2 separate regions of the Mus musculus genome follow, and region 2 is linked to region 1. A link is a contact called in public promoter capture Hi-C data. All regions are on one chromosome and are shown on one strand. The core of a region is the stretch at or near the end of the contact, and the rest is flanking DNA. Distances in the headings are between cores, read along the strand shown.

Region 1 (5,925 bases), core at 3,213-5,712:
GGGCTTTTAAATGCAGTTTCCTGGACCCTTGACACAGTGCACAGACTTCCACTTGGGTGTGTGCCACACTCTTAACAGAGCTTGATGGGAAAGGGCACCTGTAGGACATAGAACAAGTAGAGCAGCAAGGCCTGATGGGAGATCACACACTGGCAACACCAGTGACAGCGTGGCTACTGTGGGGCCAGAGCACTGAGCAAATACAGAAGATCTCCTGGGGGCAACACTAGGGCCTGAGGCTGGGGTTGGGGGGGGGGGGGAAGCGAGGGTAATGAAGGAAAGGTGTGGGAGCCAGTGTTTCCTTAAGCACTAAAGGGGTGCGGCGGCCACTTCACAGCTGGCCACAGCCTTCCTGGGCCTCAGATCATCCTCCAGCCTCTCCTGGTTACCTCAGAGGGCTAACCCTCATGGAAAATGTGTTCCTGGCCAGAAGCAAGCACCTCGCTGAGTGGCCAAATACCTATTAATACTTTCCTTCTCCCTGTCTGAGCAAGCACCAGTTATATTTTAAGGAAGTTGCTAAAGAGACCTCCATCACTGGCCATCCAAATCGTTAACAGCACTCACTGCACACCAGGCACTCTTCCAAGGAGTTAGTTAACGTAAACCCAACTGTGGTGACAAGTGCCAGTAGGATATGCTGACGAAGCATAGGTAGAAGGATGAAGGGTTCCAAATCACTCTGGGTTACACTTTTGAGCCACTGAGATGGTTCAGTAGATAAGGGCATTTGCTGCCAAGCCAGATAACCTGAATTTTATCTCCGAGACCCACATAGTGGAGGAAGAGAGCCCACTCACTTCCCACAGTAGTGCTGTGGCATGTGCATGACCCACCTCAAATAAATAAATAAATAAAAATTACTTAACCCTCAGAAAGTATGTACTACCATAAGCACTACTGTCAATAGGAAGAGAATGAGGCTCAGAGGTTAAGAGCACTGGCTGCACTTGCAACACACCAGGGTTCAGTTCCCAGCATTCCCGTGGTTGCTCCCAACCATCTGTAGCTTCAGTTCCAGGAGATCAGATGCCCTCCCCTGGCCTCCAAGGGCAATACATGCAAATACTGCACATAACACATTTACAGGCAAACATTCATACATATAAAACAAAAATAATCTTAAGGGTCATTTATCAGTGGGGTGAACCATTCTGATGCCCGCAGCCTGAGACTGTTTCCACGGTGAACACATCAGACAACTGTTTCCCCCAGAAGATCTCAAATTCCAGAATGCCCATTAAAAAAGTGATACTGGTTACATGGCAGGAGAGTGGGCGTGGAACTGTAGGGCCTCTGAGCACCATGATCTTCAGCAAAGGATCACAAGGCCTCAGAAAAATGATCTGAGAACAAACATCATGAGGAACTGGGTGATACCAGGAACACTGAGGTGGGTGAGAGACTTGGTTCAGTCTGCAAGGAGCTGCCAGTCTGGAAATGGGGGTGCAGGTGGCACACTGGGGTAAACAAGAAGACTACAATATACTCTGGAAAGGGCTTACAGGATAAGATTCGGGGGGAGGGGGGACCTCAGGAGAGAGGAGATTCATTCAATGTTGATGTAATCAATTGGTCACAATTGTCAAGACAGGAAAAGGATGTTAGAGAGTACAGCAGAAAGGACACCAAAGCAAAGGAATCAATTGACAGAGTACAGGCTGGAGGTTTGGAAGCAGAAATGGGAGGAGAAGGTCCCAAGACCTAGAAGGTCCCCAGCCATAGATGGCTGAACCAAATAACCAAGGGTCCCAAAGCCAGCCTGAGAAGGTGGGACTTTGTATGGAGAGTGATGGGGAGCCAAGACAAGGTCAGCCCTGCATGTAGGAAGTCCCCGAGGCTGGATGAGAAAGTGCTGGAGGGGAAAGCCCAAGATCTCAGGGGGAGGCTAGGGTTAGGCTGTAGGTGAGACAGGGGTTAATGGGATAGGGCCTGGGGTCAGAAAGGAAACAGTGCTGTATAAGGTTTGGGGCTGGGAACTGACAGTCCGTGGGTTCTGACATTGAGTGTTAGGAGAAAAGATGGTACCTAAGTCTGGCCCAAGTAACCAGATGATGAAAAGATGGTATCAGGAGTCAGGGTAGCAAGGTCTGACTCACTGCCTTTCTCAAAGAGGGTATCATCAGACACTGGATGTGAAGTAGGAAGCTTGCACAGTGTGAGAGGGAAGTGCCATGACCCTAAGAAAAGAGGACACCATGCCGTATTCACCTTTAAGCTCTCGGTTCATACTGGAACACAGCCTAGCTGACCATGGGCCAAGCTTTGCACTAGGAGGCGCTGGGATTAGAGTTCATTCAAGGTGGTGAGGGTACTGGGTACGGGGTTGCAGGCCCAGCATCAAAGCCAGTTGAGAGGTTGAGGATGTAGAGTCTGAGGCCAGCCTGGGCAATTAAACGCCTCAGAATAAGATGTAGAGACCCAGGAGTGATAGTAGACAGCTGTAATCCCATCACTCAGGATGTAGAGGCAGGAGGATCAGGAGTTCAAGGCTATCCTCGACCTCTTAGTGAGTTCCAGGCCAACCTGGACTAAATAAGACTGTCTCTAGGGGCTGGGGAGATAGTTCAGTAGTTAAGAACACTTGGTGCTCTTTTAAAGGACCCAGGTTCAGTTCCTGACACACCCATCAGGCAGCTCACGATTACCTATAACTGGCTTCAGGGTTTGCTAATGCTCTACTCCAGCTTGCAGGGGCACCTATACTTCTTCTATGTGCATATCCACACACATAGGCCTAATTAGAGGAGACTGGAGAGATGGCTCAGTGGGTAAGAGCACTTCCAGGGGACCTATGCTATGGACATCGTAGCTCACAACTGTCTGTAAACACTAGCCCCAGGGTATTGGACACCTTCACGCATGCATGCATGCAAGCAAAACATCCATGCACATAAAATAAAAATAAATAATAAATCATTTTAGAAATTTAAATTATAATAAAAATACCTTGTCAATAATAATAATAATTTTAAAAATAAAATGGAAAAAGACTGGAGCTATAGCTCAGTGGTGCTGGTCTGGCCTAGCACTTGGAAGGTCATGGGCTTAATTCCCATCAACACACACACACCCAAATAAATAAATAAATAAACAAACAAATTAATGGTGGTTGAGTTGCCCACAAACCCACATGTATCTCAATAAACCTGGAAGCACCATCTCTGTCACAGGCTGTTAGAAGCCACCTCAAGCCAACCCGTTTTCTCTCTAGCAAACAGGCAGAGAGTCAGACTTGCCCAGACTCCTGATTCTTGCTGCTTACCCAGCTTGGGGGCAGGGGGCAGGCATCTGGCAAGTAACAGGGCCTCCACGGGCCTGGGTTTCCTCAACCACCCTGTTCGATTGAGAGTACAGAAGCTGTACAAAGGGATCAATCTCTGTACAGGAATTATATCTGCTGGTGCTTTGTGCCGACTTCCATGTGTGCTGTCTGGGTCATGGACATTAAGTCTGAGTCTGTCTCCTGAATCCTTCTTGTCTCATTCCTCAACTGCGGTACGTAGATGGTGGTATTAAATGATATAGCCCGTTTTTACCTATCTCAGAGGGTCTCTTGGGTGCATCTTCCTTATGCTAGGAAATTTGAAGGACACAAAGGGGGATCACAGGACAATGGGGACAGACAAACATGAATTGCCACCATCTTTTTTTCAGTACAGATTAGGCTAAGCATTGAGAGACTGGCCTGGGAACCCAGTCTGATTCAATGCTGGCTACAGCAGCTTCTCTCTGAGGAGAACCCAGGGCCTCAGGGGTGCTGCCCTCAGACTGCTCACGGACACTCCAAAGTCTTAGTTAAGCTGGCTCCTTTGAACTTGCTTCTCCAGCAAGCACAGGTCTCCTTCCCTTCCTAAATAAAAAACTGTCGACAAGCATCCCATGGCTATATGGGTGAGGCGCTTTCTGAGTCCCATGGAACCAGATGGCTCTCCATGTGGCTGTACATTTAGAGCAGACAGTGCAGCCTGCAAGGTAATGAGTGATGAAACCGCAGGCCCCACATAGAATTCTCTATTCTGATTCTCTCTTGCTAAGTGCCAGTTTTGTGCCTCAGTTTCTCCACGTGTTAAATAGGGACCATGACTCCTCCAGCCCACAGTTATCAAGGGACTGAGAGAGAGGGGAAAAGGGTCGTCACCTCAGAAGGATCTGATTGTCAAAATCTCACAGCCCTTGATTTTTGCTCCAAGTATGACTGACGTCGGGTCAAAGGGCAATAGAAATTGACTTTTGAAAGGTTCTCTTATGTGGGGCACGCTCCTGCTCTTGGACGTTCATAGCTGCGGTCTCAGGGTGCTGGGACCTAGTCGGGGTGGGGAAAGTCACCTTCACAGCGAAGTCGATGACCCTCTTGACAGCCACGAGCGCGCGCAGCTCCGCCATCTTCCTGCAGCAGTCACTGGCCGGGTCAGGTTGCTCCTAATCCAGATAGTCACACACTCCGCCCCGTATCTGTCTCTGCGCCTGCGCGCCGCAACACCGACCAATCAACCGTCGCACAACTCAGAAAAAGCCAATAGGAAGCGGAATTCAGGGAGAGGCGGGGTCCACGGCGGACCGCTGGGTGGAGGGGGCGTTGCACAGAAGTAGGGGAAAGGGCATTCCTAGGAGTGAAGTTTGCTGAGGGCTTATTTATCCTAATGCTCTCCTCGTAACTCCTGTTGTCCCCAGATCTGCAATTCACTTCTAGATCCCTCCTTTCTCAGCACTCCAAGCCCCCATGTCTGTGTTCCCACGCGCACCCTGTGCCTTTTTTCCTACGCCCCCAAGGCCTTCCTTCACTTGCTTGCCGCCGCATTCTTTCTGCAGATTCCCTCCTTATCCTTGCGTCTACACTTTACTTCCTTGTGATTTTCCCGTGTCCGCTCATCCCCACCTCCTCCCGCGACTGCGTGCTTTATGACTCTCCCGAGTCCCATATTCTCTCCCCGTGCATTCCCCGGGTGCGCTCGTCCCCGCCCCTTCTTCTACGCCTACATCCGCTAGGACTACCCGGTGTCAGCTTGTCCCTACACCCTCTCCCTGCTTCCGCATCTGCAAATCCCCAGGGTACACACCTCGTTACAGGGTTCAAGTCTCCGTTCCTACCCTCCCACATTCCTTCTGACCTCCTTAACTCTCTACAAGCCACTTTATCCGTGTCTCTGTAGTCTCCAAGCTTCTGTCTCTACGTTCCGCAGAAAAGCACGCAGGGGCGAGGCTAAAAGCCATTCCTTTATTCTGCCCCAGGCAGGCCGCATTCATAGGCATACCGGGAATCCGCTGATGGCTTCGGTGCTCTGCAAGATCATGTCGGCAAGCAGAAAGCAGAAGCCTGGCAGGAAGGGAGTACAGAGCCCGGGGAAGGAAGGTGGGCTATGGGGCGGATGATCTGGCCTGCCTGGGAGCTAGGGATGGGGGTTCCAAGGGCGTTTCCATCGGGTGTCTTGGAGTGCAGGGGCGGGGAAGTCACTGGAAGTTATTGTGGACTTTGCTAGGAAGAATAGGTGACTGGGAAGTTTCTGGGGAGGGGAGTCCTCTAGAGGGGTAGTCTCCACCCTCTTCCCCTCGTGCTGGTTACCCGCAATAAACAAGAAGGGTAAAGCCAACCATCCGAAAAAGTAGGACCAGGAGAAGAAGACTTCTGGCTTCCAGGCATTCTTTGAAGTGTATACGGCCAAGGCAATCAGCAGCAGCAACCCTGGGCCACGCCCACCCGTCAGGTGAGCGTGGCCAGGTAGAAGCTGCACCCAAGCCCACCCCTCAGAACTGCCCTTGTCTCTGACTTATCAAACCACGCCCAGCTTCCCTTTGGCTTCACCTTCGTGGGCTTCTTGCTCCTCCTCTTTTCTTTTTTTATTAAAAATAGATTCTTCCTTTATACAATCTATCCCGACCACAGTTTCCTCTCCCTCAACGTCTCCCAGCTTCCCTCATCTCCCC
Region 2 (5,990 bases), core at 1,356-3,855, about 13 Mb before region 1:
ATATCTGACCTCAAATACCACCACCACAGTGACACCTACTCCAACAAGGCCACACCTCCTAATAATAGGCCAAGCATATTCAAACCACCACAAGCATATCATGCAGTGTATGTGATGAAAGTCACATCAGGAACAAAACTGAAAACAGTCGTTATGCCAGTTTCCTTTGGGTCCTTGAAACCTGCTTTTCTTGCCCCTCCGTGCCCACACCATCACTTTTTGTCACTATGTGCTACTTCCTAGTCCCTAGATTTTCTTTTCCAAGATTTATTATTATTTATGTGCATTGATGTGTTTGCCTGCATGTTTGTCTGTGCAAGGGTGCCAGATCCTCTGGAACTAGAGTTACACTGGTGAGCTGCCATGTGGGTGCTGGGAATCGAACCCTGGTCTTATGGAAGAGCAGCCAGTGTTCTTACCAGCTGAGCCCTCTCTCCAGCTCCCATTTCCTTTTAATTCTCTTAGCCAGATATTTTATGTACAAGGAGAGGCTGGCTTTCACTTCTCAGAGACTCAGTCATTTTATAGCATCTATCAGTAGTTCACTTCGTTTTATTACTGGCTAGTTTCCCACTCACATTAGGCTATTTGCGATGTGTACAGGTGTGCTTGTTGTCATTGCAAATATAACCGCTGTAGCTATAGAATATTTATTTACAATTTCTCTCATGCTTATATGAATGTTTTCATTTCTTTTTGATAGATAACTTAAACAGTTGGGTCATATGGTTGTAGTATGTTTAGCTTTTTTTTTTTTTTTGAGACACCATCTGTCTATATAGCCCTATCTGTCCTGGAACTTCCTGTGTAGACCAGACTGGGTTGAACTCTGCCTTCTAAGTGCTGGAATTAAAGGTATCTGCTACCATGTTTAACTATATTCAACTTTTGTAGAAGCTGTCAGTCCATTTCCCAAGGTTGTGCTAGTTTAAATTCCATCAGGAACATATGAGAATTACAATATTATTTAACTTTTCTTTTGTTTTGTTTTCCTTTGGAAACAATGTCTCACGCTGTAACCAAGCTTCCCTGAAAATGTGTATGTAGCTCAGGCTAGTCTTCAATTTGTGGCAATCCTGCTGTTTCTGTCTCCTAAGGGCCTACAAAAATTAGATTTTAAAACTTTAAAGGTACCCATGATCACTGCTTGAACAGTCACACAATATTAGATATGGAACATTATGACTTAGAAAAATGATTTGCGCATTTAAGGAGCCCGCAGCATACTAAATAGGCACTCACACACACACACACACATACACACACACACACACCACACTCACTCCACTGTGTGATGTGAGTACTGGCTTGGAGGACCAGATAATGAGTGTGACAGTAGCTAAAGGATTGTAATGATGAAAGCAGATGGATGAGAAGGATCTGTACCTTGGATGTTTAGGACAATGGGGAGGAGGGAGTGAGAAGGAGGAAGGGAAGGGAGAGGGAGGTGCCACAAGATAATTCTCTACCACGGTTAAATTACAATGCTGATCCCACATACGGCACACACCTGTTCAAATGAACCAACCAGTGCCTTTATGATAATCAACAGGTCTTTGGAGATGTCTGTTGCCATCTTTATCAGTTAAGTTATTGCTGCCTATCAATTTAAACCAAAATGAGGTGGCAATCACTTATTCTTTCTTTTAGGCCGATGGGTCAGTGGGGCAGTTTTGCTGATGTGAACCAACCTGACCCTTGCCAGCAATTCTGAGTTAGCCAGGAAGGAAGTCAGTATGGTGGCTTTGTTCCTGGTCTACATTGTACTACATTTGTTCTCCATTATTCCCTCCTGCCCACCAGTCCGGGCTTCTTATCAAGTTTCATTGCATTTTTCTTTGCTCAATACCATTCCCCCAGCCAATGCAGATTCAGGGAGAGTGGAGATGCAGGTACTGTAAAATTTGTGGACACATGGAAAGGTGGAAAAATTGGAGTCATTCTGTATTTACCTGATCATCAAAGTCCCACTTGCATGTCATCTAGAAATTAGCCTACCCTAAAAATTGAGCAAAATAAGTCCTCAAGAGCCAGTTCTAAGACACTTGGGTATCTGGTTGTCAAGTTCACAGCAGAGTAGCTTTTAAATTAGCTACTTAGCCACTCCCTCAATGTTTTAGACCATCACGTCCAAAGCATTAGCATAGGAGATAGGAAAACTACAGTGCTGTTTTTAATGTTTCAATAAATGTATAATTCATTTTACAAGGATCTCCCTCCCAAACACACCCAAACAAATGTTCTTGGAGTAACATATCCTGTAAACAAGGATTTTCAGCAGCCTTCAATGGTCTTTTCAAAGCAAAAGCAGCCGAGAAAAAGCTATTACTTTGTTTCCTGTGCATCTCGTGGAAAAGATCTCTTGTCCAAATCACAAGGTCCTCCTCCACAAGCTTTACTGTCTCTTCCCTGGAAACCTGCCTCCTTGTCCCGCCCACTTCCGCCCTTTGCGGTCAAACCCACCTCCTCCATCCCAAAGGTCCCACGTGAAGACTCCCAGGAAATCGGATTTTAAATAACAGGGCTGGATTTTTGATGAGTAGGTGAGCAAAGATGACCTTAGAAGGTACGGCTCCTCCGGCTCGCTGTCAGGGCGGGGCGAAGAGCCTTGCGGAGGCGGGGCCTGAGCTGTGCCTGCCCAGCGCGCGCGGTTTACGTCACTAGTCTGCGCCCAGGTTTCCCGGCAGGTTCTCGGCGGCTCTTCTGGTGCTGGCCGCGGTGCGGCCGAAGGCTGTCCGAGGTAGGCTCCTCTCGGCTCTCCCATGGAGGAGGCGGCGCTCACTGCAGTCTCGGATGCACGAACTTCCCGCGGGACGTCGCCGGAGACGGTGGCTGTGTGCGCGCAGGAGCGAGCTGCCTGCGTGGGGGTCTGAGCGGGCACCGGGGTCGCGTCCCGGAGGGAGCCGAGTCGCCCGCCGGCCTGCGACGGCCCTAAGGTAGCTACTTCCTGTAAGCGAGCTCCAGGGCGGAGCTGCGGGCTGTGTCGGCCGCCTGAGGTCGGAGAAGGGCCCCGGGGCGACTTGCTTTTTCGCGTGTTCTGGGGTGGACGCAGCTTCCCTGGTGATCCGCAGTGAGTCGGATTGATTGCCATTCAATCCGGCAGAAGTCTGGCTGGTTGGCCCTGTCCGGTCGCGTACTCGTTAAGTTCTGCATATCAGTTTTATTTGCCTTCGTGAGTTTTCAGAAGATGGTTTCGGCTTGCTGTAACGTTTTGAGCTTGCTTGACTCAGTTCCCTGGCACTTAATAGGGTTTACACAAAATGCAGGGTTTGGGGTTCCTGCTTCTTTGATTTCTCTACGATAATGGCAAGGCATTTAGTTTAGGAGTGGTCTTGAGTGCAGTTTCTTTAGATTCTATATCATGTGCCCGTTTGATACCATATTAATTATTTTTAAAGTTAAAAGAGGAAGTCTGAGATTTGACGTTTTTCATTCCAGTAAGCTGTATGTAGAAGCTCTTACAGTACTTACTAAGTGAAAGAACAGGAAGGCCAGTAACTATATATCTAAGTATTTAGTAATTTTCTGTCCTTTCACCTACTTCCATATTTTCTTCTTTCCAGGGTGGAACTACTCTGCCGTGGTTAAATACTTTAAATGGGAATAAAGGATAGCGTTTCCAAGAAAATGAGAATGAATAAATCATCTCTGTTTTTTAAAAGAAAGACCATATTAAACTTACATGTAAGTTAAAATTTTAATTTCTAACAGTATTGCTAAGTTAGATCGGAGATTAGGTTCTGTAGTATTTTTTTGTTTGGTTGTTTGGTTGTTTTTTGTTTTGATTTTTATAGAGACAGGGTTTCTCTGTGTAGTCCTGGCTGTCCTGGAACTCACTCTGTAGACCAGGCTGGCCTCCTCTGCCTCCCTAGTGCTGGGATTAATGGCATGCGCCACCACTGCCCGGAGGTTCCTGCCCACCTCTTGTCTAGCTTGTCTTGTTGAGTCAGTAAACTTTAGGTTGATTGAGAGGCCCCATCAGGAAAAATAAGGTGGAGAATGACTGATAATGTTGTTTTCTTTAGTTTTTCACAGATACGGGAAATACCACTACTAGGTGTGCACACACAAGAAAAATGAGCTAAACCTGAAGCTGAGACTGCTATAAGCTTTAGATAGTAGTAAACATTATGTAGAAGTAGACTTAAGAGCTGAACTTTTACAGCCAGGTATGGTGATACAAGCTTGTAATTCCAGCACTCCGGAGGCTGGGACAGGATGATTTCAAGATCAAGGCCAGCCTGGACTCCATAAGGAGACCCTTCAGTTCTAACATTTTAAGATGATATGGCAGTCAGGATTAGTAGAGCCAATCTCTTTTCTGAGTGATCCTCTCATGAGTGCCTAACATTCTGAGATGTGTTTTCTGTGGCTGTCAAGGAGAAATAACACTATCCTCTGATATTGTTTGAAGTGGTAGCCCTTTGATGTAAGGAAAGCAGTTCTACTGACTTTGAAGCTCTGTGAAGATATAAAATGAGTCACATATGATTAAATAGTACCCAATTTTTTTCTATAGAAAATATAAAAAGCTTTACCTAAATCTGACTTATTTGAGGGCATTTGTTGTGGTAGACACAAGAACTCTGTAGAGCGACATGACATGTGATGGTGGGTTGAAGAGAGACTTGCATCAAAGGATGCAAAGTAACAGGTATATAGAGTAAGTTGTGAGATTTAATGTATAACATGAAGGTTATAGTTAGTAAAAATTGTATTAGAGACTTTAAAACTCCCTACTTGACAAACTAAAGTTCTACATACTTCTTTATTGTAGAACTAAGCACATATCTCAGATTAAAACATTCCCAGCTATAACATTTTGTATATAGCTAGTTGTATTGATTTTGTATAGATAAATTTGAAATTAACACTTGTATAAAGTTCTGTGAGGACTTTAAGTAAGAATAAATGGATTGCAGGTGTGTTCATATTTTTTGGCTTTGTGTCTTGCTTATAGGGCTCCTGTGTGGTCTAACATGTAATGTTGGAATGTTACTCTACTGTGGTATCTCACATAACTTTGCTCACTTAGACTCAACCATAGTAATCTTTCCTTTCCCAGAAAACAGCATACCTGCTCTTAAGTAGAGCCTGCGTTTATAGTGCCACTTTGTTCTTTTTCCATCCCTTTCAAGTCTGCGCAGTGTTACCTCATCAAGGCCTCCTCCCTTAGCGCCTTAGTGTGCATTATTTTTCACCATGGCATTTACCACATTGCAGTGCCCTTTTATTTCTTGTTTTACCTTGCTTCTGTCTGGGAGGTAACTTTCATGAAGACCAGAGTTTTGGTCTGTGTTTTTCTTCATGGCTCTATCCCCTTGTTCATACATTATGTACTCAGAACACCTTTGTTAGTTTAAGTAAATGTGATTTATAGGCAAGCCCAGTTTTTCACTGAGAGCCACAGCGAAGGAGGTTATGATCTATATAAGTAACCTTAATACAGGTTAGGAAATTCAGAATGGAATAGGCTAAAGTCTAGGGAATTCAGGAAACATGGTAGTTACTTTGGCTCCTGGAATTCAACTAGGAATTGCTTACAGGAGTGCTTTTTGGTTGGGCCCTTTGCAATGAAGCCGGTAAATAGACAATTAGGAGTAGATTAAAGTGGTAGCCATGGAAAGAACACAAGGTGTGTGAAATACAGTATTAGGAACTAAGATTTAAAAGTTAGGTGTGAGCTGGGCGTAGTGGTGCACGCCTTTAATCCCAGCACTTGGGAGGCAGAGGCAGGCGGATTTCTGAGTTTGAGGCCAGCCTGGTCTACAAAGTGAGTGCCAGGACAGCCAGGGCTACACAGAGAAACCCTGTCTCGAAAAACAAACAAACAAACAAACAAAAAAAAAGTTAGGTGTGGAACAAAGGAAAGGTCTTAGTTATTGGTAACTACATTGGGACCCCCAATGTTAGCTGCAAGTTACCTGCTGTGACTAGGCGGCATCCTTTGAGAAAAGGGTAGAATAAAGGATGGCACCTCACCTCTTGAG

What was found. Promoter capture Hi-C pulls out the DNA fragments that hold promoters and counts their contacts.
Region 2: a contact with region 1 is called in a promoter capture Hi-C map of pre-B cells, with 3 times the contacts expected there. The contact joins the promoter of A230056P14Rik here to the promoter of Etfb in region 1. A contact is called at or near these places in 2 of 39 promoter capture datasets (liver and pre-B cells).

Annotation. Positions count from the first base shown.
Region 1 is chr7:43,442,609-43,448,533 of GRCm38.p6, reverse strand. It overlaps Etfb (electron transferring flavoprotein, beta polypeptide), which reads right to left and starts at 4,462. Exons shown (of 6, transcript NM_026695.3): 1 at 4,330-4,462. The coding sequence starts at 4,386. Cldnd2 (claudin domain containing 2) reads right to left here. Exons shown (of 5, transcript NM_028849.1): 4 at 5,564-5,683; 5 at 5,214-5,317. The coding sequence ends at 5,244.
Region 2 is chr7:55,959,146-55,965,135 of GRCm38.p6, reverse strand. It overlaps A230056P14Rik (RIKEN cDNA A230056P14 gene), which reads right to left and starts at 2,605. Exons shown (of 6, transcript NR_015495.2): 1 at 2,464-2,605. Nipa2 (non imprinted in Prader-Willi/Angelman syndrome 2 homolog (human)) reads left to right here and starts at 2,643. Exons shown (of 7, transcript NM_001256130.1): 1 at 2,643-2,936; 2 at 3,564-3,684.